4 separate regions of the Mus musculus genome follow, and regions 1, 3 and 4 are each linked to region 2. A link is a contact called in public promoter capture Hi-C data. All regions are on one chromosome and are shown on one strand. The core of a region is the stretch at or near the end of the contact, and the rest is flanking DNA. Distances in the headings are between cores, read along the strand shown.

Region 1 (3,231 bases), core at 695-3,194, 3.6 Mb before region 2:
CACACACACACACACACTCTCTCTCTCTCTCTATCTGGATTCATCTCCAACTTTTTAAACTTTACATCCTAGAAGGAGCCTCCCTCAACTAGCCTAATTCCTCACCCAACTGTCTAGAGGTTACACACTCTGCCCAGAATCTAATGGCTCCTTCAACAAGCAGGTACTGTTTCAAATTTCAACAAGACTTTCCCATGCTTACTCTACATTTCTTATTTTCTCCTTAAAATTTTCCATAGTCAACATAATGCCTATTTATCTGTGACCACTCACTAAAAGGTTAATTCCTTTAAGGCAAGTTTTGTTCTTTTGTTCTTCAACTATCCAAAATACCACTCTGAAGAAAGGCCCAGCAAACACTTGCTGATTCACTCTTTCAACATTGACAAGTCTCATTCTTTCTTACATGTGGTAATATGCAGATTTAGTTCTGTTTACCTGTTTCACATCTAGCCTTTGTACAGCAACCAGACTGCTTCTTTCTTGATACAGTGTCACCAGGCTAGCCTTGACACTGCCTTTGCCTCCTGAGTGCTGGGATTGCTAGCATGCATGCACCACTATACCAAGCTCTGGTCTCCTTTATGACCCAATAACATTCCTCATGCTTTGCATGTGTTTACAGAACATATGCAAATAAATTCATTCAGTATACCCAAAACCAGATTATTATTCCCATTTAACAGAAGAGAAACACAGACTGCCTGAGTCAATTTGCAAAAATTGCAAGATCCAGGAGTACAAATCCAGTCTTGCCAACAATGGAACCAGAGTCACACATAAATACGTAAGACTTAGAGGATAGGCCCAGGTTCAGGAAGGTGACTGAGTGCAGCATGAACAATTCTATATAAAAGGAAAAGCAGAGGGCTGTAGCACAGTGCCACAATAGCCACACCCCCAAAATAATTGCTAACATTTATAGAGCCTTTACATACAGCCAGTTTCATTTTACTACTTTTCCTCGGCCACCGAGGGAAACCAGGACTATTATTAGCCGCTATTTGTAGAAAACAGAAGCCAGGGGCGATGAAATAATGTGCACACAAGGTCATCCTCAGGTGAGAGGATGCGGCCTTGAGGTCTGACCTCTTTTTCAAATCCAAAGCAGTCCGACAACTCTGGGGTCCTGGCTCATTCTTCTCCCATGAACCAGAACTATCAACTCTCTTGGCAGGCCGGCTTGGGACCAGGTCGGAGAACAGGTGGGTCTGTGCACGTTACCCACCCCAGCTACGGCTAGTTAAATCTCAGGAGAGGATACTTTCACCGCCTCCTTCCTCCTCCTTCAGGAGAGCTAACCCAAAATACAAGGTGGAGGTCGGTGAAGAATGGACAGAAATCTCGGTATCAGTCCCCAATCCCAATATCAGTCCCCACTCCTTCCAGTTAAAACGAAAACATTAAAAGCAATGGGAACTCTACCCGGGTCGCCAGGACCCCTGAGGGTTTCTACTCAGCAGGTCACGCGCCCCCGCCGATTCTCTACAAAGAGCCATTCTGAGTCCGCCGCCAATCACCGACTGGCAGGCGGCAACAAGACCGCCACCCTATCTCGGGCCGCCCAGGCCCAGATCTGGGGCGGCCGCGCGCACTCAGGTAGGACCCTCGAGGCTTGCCCTCCGCTTGGCCGGGCACCCAATGAAGGCTGCCATCTCATCGAACCTTGCTATTAAGAAAGATGAGACCTGAATTCTGATTGGCTGCCGCTGCTTTCCGCCACTCCCGGAGAACCCGGAGCCATCGCTCCCACATTCCGCGAAGATCCCCGTCCCCGATCTCCCCCACACACTCTAACGGAAGGATCCCCGTACCTGAACGTCCTCATTGCGGAGTTCATCTATGAGCACCGCAATAGGATAGAGCGAATCGTCACCGTCGGCAGCTGCCATCTTGGCTCCCTGGCGTTTCTATCAGGCAGCAGCGAGCTCCAGGCGGAATCCGGGATCGGGCGGGGCGGTGCCGGGGAAAGGACGCAAAGCGGACGTGGGGGCGCCCGAGCCGCCCTACAGGGGCCGTCCCGCCGCCATTGCCGCACAAGCTCGCGTCTGTTTGGTCTGAACCAACCAAGTCCCGCCTACTTCTCATTCACCATTGGCCGGACGAATGAGATGTTTTTCCCGAAGGACGAGAGGAACCGGAAGTGAAGTATCTTAGTGACCAAGATTGTGCCCGCCTACGTCGCTGCTAGCAACCACGGGAACAAGCAGGTCTAGCTGCCAATGAGAGTCGAGGGTGGGAGGTGGCTAAGATGGCCCCTTGGGGAGAGGCGGAGAAGACTTAAGCTGGAGTCTTGGGAGCTATGCGTGACGTAATGAAGGACATGCTTGTCTGGTTCTGCTATACCGGTCTCTGTAAAGGAGGGACTCCTAAGTAGGGAGATTTGCCTTGCTTGGTTTCTAGGATGCGGTTCTGGGGCTCTTGGCGTTCAAGGCTTTATTACCCACCCCCCTTACCCGGAAGAAATAGAGCGGCCAGAGCGAGTCTTCATCCTGCCGGGGAGCTTCTAGGTAGCTAGTAAAAAATGAACAAGGTCGAAAGTTTTTTGAGGATGGACCTCTGCCTCATAATGAGCTTGGGCGCTGTGATTCACTTAGAAGGCGAATATAAAACTATCACAATCCTTTCTCCTTAAGGTTGAAAATATGAAAGGGAAGAAGGTGGGCATAGCGGGGTTGTTAGATGCTATCAAGGTTGTTAAAGCGTGGCTATTTCTATACTTGATTTTTGTTTTCTCCTTTCGACTCCCCTCGCCTCTCCCCTCCTCCATCATCCTCCCCCCCACACCTCCATTCCTCCCTTCCCCCTTCTTCCTCTCCAATTAGAGAGAAAATTGAGAAAGCACCCTCACAGAGAGTGGAAATAAACAAACAAACAAACAAACAACCCCCCCCCCCTCACAGAGAGTAGGCGTTCCTAAGTAATGATGCAGATCACATATCTCTGGCCCTGAATAGGAAACACTTGGTCTTGTGATAACGAACAGAAGGCATAGCCATGTGTGAAAGTGCACATGCTTTCAATCATGAAACTCAGGAAGCAAAAACTTGTCATCTTTCTGAGATTGACATCATCTTGGTCTACATAGTGACCTCCGGGCCAGTCAAAGGTCTATGGTGTAACCCTCAAAAGACAGCCATACCATTGCCTCATCCCATAAGAGTTAATCCAAATGGTCTGGCTTAGAAACTTCAGTTTATACGCTACCTCACTAAAAGAGTTTGGCACAAT
Region 2 (3,280 bases), core at 677-3,176:
ACAGGGAGCAGCCAGGGAAGACAGCACTGGTGGCATCCATTGAGTCCAGAATGTTAAGTCTGCTGCCTAGGTGAGTCTTTAGGATCTTAGAAATTCTGGAAGAAAAATCTTTACTCTGGTGTCCCACCATAACTGCGCCTTTGAAAGTTTTAGCTCGTTCTTATCTCCTTTCCTTGCTTCCCCAATCCTCCAATACACTTATCGACTACCCTATTTTTGTCAAGACACTGAGAAATGAATGAATGTGCTGAGAAGGAAAGCCATTACTTAAAGAAAAAGCCAGGTTAATTAAGGAAGCTATAGGAAAAAGGAAGCACATGCCAAAGTTCATGTGGACCTTGCATTTGATGAATTTGTAAACGTTACCTACTTAACTTGGCTACAAAGGCTTAAAATAATACATGAACCAGGCAACTCACATTTCATATCCTATTATGCAACACAGCCCTTACCAAAAGTCAGCAACTCCTAAACAAAGCCTGACTCATTCTAACCTTACATAACTGTCCTGATTTCTGTGCCACAACACTAAAACTACAGAATCAGATTTTGTCATCTTCCTAATTAAAACATTCACAGGTCAGGCAGTGGTGTCGCACGCCTTTAATCCCAGCACTTGGGAGGCAGAGGCAGGCAGATTTCTGAGTTTGAGGCCAGTCTGTCTACAGAGTGAGTTTCAGGATAGCCAGGGACACCCAGAGAAACCCTGTCTTGAAAAACCAAAATAAATAAATAAATAAATGAATTAAAAAATAAATAAAAATAAATCACGGGCTTACACACACATCGTTTACTAGGCCTGCAAGGGCTTATATGGTTTGGTTCTCATTTTCCATGTATGTCCCCAACCATTATATCGAACCTTTCTCTTCTATGAAGACTCTCCCTCCCATCTCTGAGTTTTTGCTCTAATTTGCCTCTAACTCTCTCCAAGGACACCTCTTCTACAACTCTCTCCAAGGACACTTTTTTCTCCGGCAGTTAAGATTCATTGGTTCGGGGGGTGGGGACAAACTTTGTAGTTCGATTAACAGTAAAGACAAGATTCTTGGATTCTGTCTCCATCACTGTAAAACTCAAAGACAGTATCCTTCCAACACGTGGCTACTTTCTATTTCTTTATCCTTTGTTACCTTCACGGTACTTACTATCTGACTACATTGTTAACATATTGATTTGCTGGTCGACTAAGAGGCATCTCCTTTCCTCCTTTGTTTTGCACTCTGCTGTTATATTTGATAGAGAAAGCTGACTTTTTTTTTTTAACATTAAGTGTCTGAGTCTATTAGAGGACTTAACTCCCACCCTCCCCTAGTTTGGAAGCCAAAGATCAATGAAATTTCCCGGGCCACAGAGACGTAAGCACATCTGCAGCAAAAGAAGCTGAAAGGAAGAACCATGTTTAGTAAAAGATAGTTCTTTTTTTCACAAAGCTTCATGAAAATCAGACCTTGGTGCCCTTTACCCAGATCCCAGCCTCGGCAAACAATCCACAAATCAGAGAGCCCTCACTCAGCTCCCAGCGACCTTAGAATAGCAGGAGGAGGACGTCACCGAATGGATAAGCAAGAAAGGTGTACTCCTTACCGCAGTCAGAACTCTGAAGTCATCGCGGCTCATGTACCTAAGCTTGGCTACATTCACCTTCCCCATGCTTGCCCAGTTCCACCACGGACGCTCTCTGGGAAGACGCAAAGTTGCTGGGTAATCTCGCAGGCTTTCGGCGGCGACCTGCCCGCGCACGCGCCCTGTATTTAAGGTGCTTATCGCTAGGTAAGAACACGTGCTCAAGAAGCAGTAGAAAAATGCTATTTTTTTCTCGTTTTTGTAGCTAAAAATCAGGCAGAAGTGATTTTTCAGCCCCTAAATAAATAATTTACGTTTGACTGATTTGGCAAGTTGCAAATGTTTTACATAGTATGCCACGTTACTTTTCAGAGCTGCTAGGACCTGATTGGAATTAAGGCCGGACTTCCGCATGCAACAGTGCTTACGTCACGAGAGGGGCGTGTTTTATTCGTTCCGAGCCACGCCCACTTTTAGTGCAGCAACTGTGCACTGTAAAGTCAGGGAGGGAAATGAGTAAGCGAGACCGGAGGCCAGCAAAACCACTGAAAGGGTGGCCACAGAGCCGCACGCGCTGTCTCTCGGCAGCCCCACCCCTGTCCGGCGGAGGAGGGCCGGGTTAGGAGCTGCCCCGCTGGCCTGGGACGCTGATCCCAGGACGGGTTAGGAGGAGCTTCTGTACGTACTATCCAGTGCTCGCTTCCAAAGAAAGCGCGCACCTCAATGTTTCTTGGGTCCAGGAGCATTTGGGAGGCTTAACAAGACAATGTACCCAAGACAAAGACTTTTATTACCGTACCTTCATCCCGACAGCAGCAGCATAGTAACAAGTGTGACTCATGTGATATTCAGTACCTGTGTTTCTCATTTCACGAATTATCTATATTTCAGTCCTTTAAGCTGCAGATCTTCTCTGGTCAGCTCTTAGGTTAAGCTTGGGCGCTATAAGTGTCCAGTGTTATGATCTGCTTTATACTTGAGAGATTGCCAACGACTGGTGTGTAACTTTTTTTTTTTTTTTTTTGAGGTATGTGCAAACTTTAAGGACTCAGATTAAGATACCTTCGTGTTCCTTCCATACTCCACTCCTTCCAGTTTCCAAGAAACAATGTATTCATTTCCTCCTTTTGGAGAGTGGTGCTGAGTATCTTCCTGGAGTAAGCTCTTTCATAAAGCATAGGGGCAGACAGCAGGCTGTAGTGTCCGTATCGGTCCAGCTAAAGTAGTTGGTAATCTAAAATCATCAAATCGAAACAAAAGATCAATCCTTTTTCATCTCTATGTTCCTGTCTTTGGGGTCTTGTATGCTTGAATACAGGATTCTAGGCATATCTAATTAGGACTTAACTAATTAAGACCGTTGTACACAATGGAATTTTTCTTTCTACATTAACATTAGAACATGTGAAAACAAAAAGTTTGAAGCTTTGATTATCTGTCTTTCTGTCTCCTTTCAGCATTGCTCCACAGAGCCACCACTAATTGAGTGGGTTTGGATCCAAGTTCTGGAATATTGGGGTAATCACAGTCCAGATTTCTCATCTTTTCAATATTGTGGGTTTTTTGTTTGTTTGTTTGTTTTTTTAGTAATCAAGTCATTTATGAGTAAAGGATTTAAATTCAATCTTCCTTTCTCACCATACTTAGTGTGACTTAAGCCAGTGGTTCCCAACCATCCTAGTACAGCGGTCCTTTAATACAGTTTATTTTGTGG
Region 3 (3,354 bases), core at 156-2,655, 4.0 Mb before region 2:
ACTGAAGACTGTACAATGATCCCCCAAATGCCATTCAGTGTCAGAATATTGAAAAATATTTAGAAAACATTTTCAGTTAGTCTAGCGTGAACCTCACTTCCAATCACAGCTTCTTGAAAACTTATGGGTAGAAATGAAACTGGATGATTGGAATGAGAATAATATACACTAATAAAGTTCTGAACTTATCATGAACTGAAAATGATGGAAGCCTTTGTAGCTTGATCATGGACTTTTTTTTTCTCTCTCTCTCTCTTTCTCTTTAGGACAGCAGCTTGGCCACTTTCTGACCCAAGGGGCTGGAAATGGCAGTTATGGCCCTAAGAGAAACCTGGGGATGATGCTGGGGTAGGAGGGGAGGCTAGTCATTTCAGTGCCTCCAGGGCCTTAAAACCTGGAAATCCCTTCATTACTCAGTGTTAACAGATTACATTGTTCCAGCTTTAATGACCAAGCAATACTTCAGGACCCACTGTTCTTTTCCAGTACGTCATTTCACATGCTCCAAAGACACTATAAACACCCATCCCTCTGCCTAGCCTTCCAACTCTCTTCCCTTTCAGAGTAGCTGCCATTCTGTTTATCTGCAATATATCTCTTGCACGATGTTTGTTGTGTGGTGTGACTTTGTTGTATTGCTTTTGCTCCTGACTGCAAAGATGCCCTTGCTCTTAAAAATTCCTTACATGTTCCTTTCATTACTGATAGTTAAAACCTCTCCGTAGGTGCCAAGTTCCCAGGTATACAAAGAAATTAGTGTGGACTAATGTAAATTTCAGGAGCGTTGTCCTTTCTATCATAGCAAAATAACAAGAACAAAACAAAAACAACAACCAAACCAAACACGTTTGCCAATATTAACAGATAGTTTCAAATACTCCACTAGAGTACTTCTATAAGAAAAATTTGCCAAGAGAATAAATGGAAAAAAAATCAGTATTCATCAACTTAGTATGGTCTAAAATCTATGGGCAAGGGCAAGACATGAAGAGCAGAATTTTGAGAGCTGTCATTTTTATGAGTAGCCGAGGAAATATCTCACCCCTGTCTGATTCCTTCCCTTTCCCAGCCCCTTAGCTCCTCTAACCTGGTAGGTTACAGCCCTCCCCCACTGGGCTGTGGTTCCACCGGTTGGGCTGCTGCCTGCTGACTCTCCCAGGATGCCCCGCGCGGCACCTGAGGCTCAGGGTAGTTTTTTGCGTCCCCTTGAAACCCTTCTTGTATCCTCTGACTCCAGGTCTGCATCACAAGATTCTCCACGGTGCATGCCAGCGAGTTCCTCGAGGAAGACGTCCTTGCCACTTTTGGGTTTGGCTCCTCAGTCAACTTACCTAGGTTCACTAAAGAACAGTCCCAGCTATCACGCCACTCCTCTAATCCCAGCTCCATTCAACACACTTCCTCCACACAACACACTTCCTCCACACCCATATACTGTCCCCAACGGCTGTTTCCGGTGAGTGGCCCCACCCCCCCGGAGACAGGTCCCTCCCTATCAGTCTCAGGCTGCGGTCCACACAGTTCCAGCTGTCAAGCTTCTCTGAACCCGCTCTCCACAGACTCCCCACAAGTTTGCTGTCAGCGTAGACTAGAACTGGATCTGACAGGACGCTGCACCCGGATATCTGACCACCATACTGAGTTCTGAACCCTTCAGATAAAAGATAGCCTTACACCTCGACTTGACTACCAGCCCGTGAGCGACAAACTTATCCCAAACAATCCCAACACACAAAAATGACAAGTCAAAACCAAATCCTGAAAATTTGACTTGCGGAGAGACATTTAAAGAACTTGGATTTTGAAAAGAAATAGGTGTCTCAAGAAGTCAGTGAATTTATCTTGAGCTGCATGGCTTTCACCACTAGATGGTGGTCTTGCCATTTTCCTAATTCAGAGAGGAGTTTGTCTTCTGTGACTCAAGATAAAAGTGCTTTGAGATAAAACAGACTGTACTAACCCAGCATAATCCCAAAGAATAAACTAAACATTTTCTCTCCTGCCCACGAATAAGCTTAGTCTTCACCCCTTATCAAGAAACTTTTCTCTACTACAGAGACCACTGTAAAAAACTACAGTAATCACAATGCAGAGTTGTGATCATTATGGGGTAGGTCATTATGAATGTTTTGTCTACATTGCCCACTATAATAACTATGATCACCTTGTCTCTGGTGATTCGATGCTGCCACCTGGCCTTTGTTACCTTGGGGCAAAATTAAATCCATTACATTTAATTCATTCAATTGAGTAGCAGTATCTCCAACCCTAAGGTCTGGCACAAGGAAAAGGGCAAGAACAAAACTCTTCAAATGTGCTGTTGCCCCTCTCGCCAGTTTTTGTCCAGAGATACTAAGAGCAACAAGCCAGGCAAATCAGTTTTCTTATTTCCCTCCAAATTGTAGAAAACTTCGTGTACAGGGTCACCTAATTCACACCAGTCACAGTTGATGAATCAAGATAATCAAAGGCATTTGCATATAGTTTCCACCACTGGCCTCCTATATTCTCCAAGCTCCCAGGGGAGAAAGTATCTGGAGAAATTTCAGGAGTTGAAGGTGCCTAGTGAATTAGAAGATGCTGACAAATTATTAAACGGATTCCAGATTCTTAAGACATTCATTCTTATACTTCTGCTCCTCTAGAACCAATCCTGGTACCAACTTGTGTCTTAGTTAGGATTCTCTAGAGTCACATAACTTATGGAATATCTCTATATACATTAAGGGGATTTATTGTAATGACTTACAGTCTGTAGTCCAACTAACCCAACAATGGGAAGCTGTGAATGGGAAGTCCAAGATTCTAATAGTTGCTCAGTCCCATGAAGCTAGTTGTTTAAGCTGGTCTTCTATGGAAGTAGGTTTCAACAGATATGCTGGTGAGTGGTTGAAGAAGAGTGAATCTTCCTTCTTCCAGTGTCCTTATGTAGCCCTCTAGTAGAAGGTGTGGCCCAGATTAAAGGTGTGTACTACCACGCCTGGATCTGGGACTTGCTTTGTTCCAGGCCTAGAACTCTGCCTGCTTCAGTGTCCTGGAATTAAAGGTGGATACTACCTTGCCTGGACCTAAGATTTTCATGGCCACTATGCCTCAAGATCTCCATTTTGAAGATCCAGGTCAGAAACCTGTCTTCCAGCTTCAAGATCTGGATCACAGGTGTGCATTCCATTTCTGAATTGTAGCTCATTCCAGATGTAATCAAGTTGACAACCAGAAATAGCCATCACAGAGGTCAAACATGGCCCTGGGATGGAGAAAAAGAGAATAAATTTTTGCAACTAGGCCAGCACCTCGTCATCTAGGGCTCGGAGTCCATGGACACCGCCAAAGTCCCCAGAGGACTCTCCTCTC
Region 4 (3,309 bases), core at 565-3,064, 3.6 Mb before region 2:
TAAATAAATAGCTAGAGCCATGAGTCCCACCATGTGTGAAGAAGAGGCCCTTGGTCCTGGGAAGCTTCTATGCCACAGTATAGGGGAATGCCAGGGACAGGAAGCAGGAGTAGGTGGGTTGGGGAGCAAGGGAAGGGGAGAGGAGATAGGGGATTTTCGGAGGGGAAACTAAGAAAGGGGATAACATTTGAAATGTAAATAAAGAAAATATCTCATAAAAATGTCTATAAAATAATAATAATAAAAAAGATATGAGTTAAAGTACTTAAGTTGGTGCCTGAAGGAGAAAAAACATCACACATTTACTGTGACCGGAGGCAACACATTCTATGCTAAAAGTTAAGTGTTAGGGGGTTAGAAGAATCCCACAGCTCCTCCACACATTACCCCTGTCAAAGAAGGGTGACACTGTCTAAAAAATCTCACATTAGTTCTGGCTGTATAAGGACTATAAAGGATCAGTAAACACCAACAGTATTTATTCATTGAGAAAGTGTCTTAGTTATTTGTCTTAGTATTCCACGCCACCTTTAAAGTCTCCATTTTCCTACCCCAGCTTTCTTCCCACATGCTGGCATTACTGATCTGTGCCACCATGCCTAACACAATACCAGTTAATGCCCATCAGATCAAGTTTTGCAACTCTCTTCCATACCACTAAAATTCAAACAAAAATTAAGGGTTTTTTTATTTCAACAACAAAGACAAGCTCAGTAATAATAACCTTACTATTCCATCAACTTCTGCTTTATCCAGCCTGCCCCTCCCTCATTCTGCACTATCTTATTCACACTTTCTGAAGGGACTTTGCCAGCTCCAGCATGGTGACCATGACTCTGGTAGGCCTTGCCCCTTTCCTCTCTCTGCCTTGCTAAAAACTCTCAGATTACATTCCTAAAGCTACACCCAAAGTCTATTCCTTTATTTGGCCAATTCCTCCTCCTGACACTTACTATGAAGGCCCAGCTATCAAAGCATTGAAGTCTGGCAACCGAAAGGCACCTCTGGCTCACCTAATTAATGTGCCAGCTAAACACCTCGTCCTAATAAGGGGATTCTCATTTTACCTCTATAAGCCGCCATTTGCCTATGGGTCACATCTGTCTCCTCTCTATCTAGAAACAGTCATTTGTCCCACTTCTGGACAAATACTCCTAACCCCTCTCTCTTGCCCCTTTCTGCCCTCTTCTTTGTTCCCTTCCCCTTCTTCCTCTATCTCCTGTCTCTGACCTTTATCCGGGCCTTCTGTACCTCTAAGACAAATAAATCTTTGTGCTGAGAACTTGGTCTGAGAACTTGGTCTTGGAAGTTCTCCCCAGATACTTTCCCTTTCGCTTCCATCGCCTGCTTTTCTTTCTGTCACACATTATGGCAGTTTAGCTGTTCTCTCACCCTCCTCTCCACTCTTGCCAGCATCTCCAGACCCTGCTTTCTTTTTCCTTTCCACCAGGCGCCGCGGCAAGCTGCTCCTCTGCTATTCTGTCACCCGCGGCACTCTCTAGTACCGCATCACCTGGCACTGCCCGCACAAACGATAGTCATGTCTCCTCCCCGACCGCTGAAGCTTTTGAATCCGTGCCCCCGCTCCTTCCTGGCTCCATCCCCTCCCCTGGCTCCGCTGCCATCTCTCTCTCCCACGTTCCTACTTCCTCAGTCTCGCAGCTCTCCGCGTCACCGAGTGGAGCTTTGCACACAAGATGGGGACTCCAGGGCAGAGGTCCGGGTTCTGAGTGCCAGCAACCGGCCTAAAGAATCTGGGAAAACTCACCCAGCTACAAAATTTATGCAGAGCAAAACCGCTTCCGGGTCGCTGCGCAGGAGTGCATTCAGCATTCGCGGTCAGATCCGGGGTAAAATAAGGCGGGACCAGAGAACAAGTGATTGACGCTAACAAGGGGCGGTACCTAGAAAGGAAGCTGCTCTGAGAAGGAAATTTTAGGGCATGCTGGCCACTGCGTGCTAGTGGGACTTGGAACAGGAAACTGTTGCTTGGAGGGGACAGTATTTAAAGAAATGTTTATGGGCTAGAGAGGACCTGAATGCTGAGAATGGCGTGGTGAGGGCTTAGAACTGTTTCGGAAAACAGCGGGGTGGGGGTGGAGGGTCAAACCAAATAATGGACTAGAAGGGAGTGTGGGGATGCATTGGAGAGTAGGATAGTGCTCAAGTACAAGTGGGCATGGGTCTGGCTCTACAAGGGGATTCAGAGTAGGTTGTGTTCTTGGTGCACAGTTCTCAGTCCCTCCTTATTCTCCCACAGGTTCCTAGCTCTAAGGAGCAGGGCTCCTGAGCATTGTCAATCAGTAACCATGCATAGGTAGGAGAGTCGGGGACGATGGTGAATATAAGCAAGCATTGATTTTATTTTTAATTCGAAGAGTTTTATATATAAAAACAATTACCTATTTTAAAAGTTATATTTTCTGTTACAAAAGAGAATTGCATTCACAAAGGTCATGAACGATTGGCATTGAAGATCGATTCTTTTTTTAAGTGCCAACTTTTCTCTTTGTAATAAAAATAACAATTTAAAAATATTTTAAGTGCTTTTTGGCTTGAAAGTTTGAAACAGCATATAAGCTATTTTGGCATTCTCATTGAAAGTTCTTACTGTATCTACTTTAAATAGAAACAAACTCTTGCATACAAGTACATGTGTTCTAAAGGATGTTTGTGACAGCAGTCTGCAGATGTAACTGTCAAAGGTCAGCGGGAATAATTTGAGGAATGGCTAATGAAAAATATTTCTTCTCATTTCCACCATGTAGCATATCTACAGTTCATCAAACATTTCCAAAGGAAGTACACATAGAATTCAACAAACTATCACCAGTATAGAATAATGAGATGCACTGAGTTTCCCTGGTACTTCACCATTGCAAAGTACTTTCAGATACATACTTTTAAATATATAATGAATAGTAATCATTTCACCCTACACTACTGTCTCATGATCCCTACTACTTCCTGCTGAACATTTTAATATATGCATTATGTTAGTAGAAAGTCATTTGCTATTCATCCTATTGAAAGCAGTTGCTCAGAGTCTGGACATCCTCTCTGCAAATGTCCTTCAAAATGCCATGTCCTTGGGCAGGTTGCCCCCCTAAATCTGAAGCAGAGGTAAGAAAAAGAGAAGAGGAAACAAAGATATTTAAAATATGGTATTGCTCTTGAGAACCACTAGAAGGTGAACCATTTCCATAAGGATTCTTTTATCTCATGAATATGTGCCTAGGGTCCTGTACTGGCTGGTTTTGTGTGTCAACTTGACACAAGCTGAAGGTATCACAGAGAAAGGAAACTCCC

What was found. Promoter capture Hi-C pulls out the DNA fragments that hold promoters and counts their contacts. Capture Hi-C pulls out chosen DNA fragments and counts their contacts.
Region 1: a promoter capture Hi-C map of liver shows a contact between it and region 2, with 2.1 times the contacts expected there. The contact joins the promoter of Ppp2r1a here to the promoter of Riok2 in region 2. A contact is called at or near these places in 3 of 39 promoter capture datasets (cranial neural crest, liver and pre-B cells), 2 of 484 Hi-C or Micro-C datasets (CD4 T cells and cortical neurons) and 1 of 9 other capture datasets (liver).
Region 3: a contact with region 2 is called in a promoter capture Hi-C map of pre-B cells. The contact joins the promoter of Zfp54 here to the promoter of Riok2 in region 2. A contact is called at or near these places in 2 of 39 promoter capture datasets (cranial neural crest and pre-B cells).
Region 4: a contact with region 2 is called in a promoter capture Hi-C map of pre-B cells. The contact joins the promoter of Zfp160 here to the promoter of Riok2 in region 2. A contact is called at or near these places in 3 of 39 promoter capture datasets (cranial neural crest, liver and pre-B cells).

What each region holds. Positions count from the first base shown.
Region 1 is chr17:20,944,167-20,947,397 of GRCm38.p6, reverse strand. It overlaps Ppp2r1a (protein phosphatase 2, regulatory subunit A, alpha), which reads right to left and starts at 1,944. Exons shown (of 15, transcript NM_016891.3): 1 at 1,815-1,944. The coding sequence starts at 1,892.
Region 2 is chr17:17,372,978-17,376,257 of GRCm38.p6, reverse strand. It overlaps Riok2 (RIO kinase 2), which reads right to left and starts at 1,926. Exons shown (of 10, transcript NM_025934.2): 1 at 1,588-1,926. The coding sequence starts at 1,653. It overlaps Gm36768 (predicted gene, 36768), which reads left to right and starts at 2,042. Exons shown (of 4, transcript NR_168690.1): 1 at 2,042-2,244; 2 at 3,024-3,084.
Region 3 is chr17:21,421,295-21,424,648 of GRCm38.p6, reverse strand. It overlaps Zfp54 (zinc finger protein 54), which reads right to left and starts at 1,405. Exons shown (of 5, transcript NM_001379357.1): 1 at 1,332-1,405.
Region 4 is chr17:21,007,446-21,010,754 of GRCm38.p6, reverse strand. It overlaps Zfp160 (zinc finger protein 160), which reads right to left and starts at 1,814. Exons shown (of 5, transcript NM_145483.2): 1 at 1,769-1,814.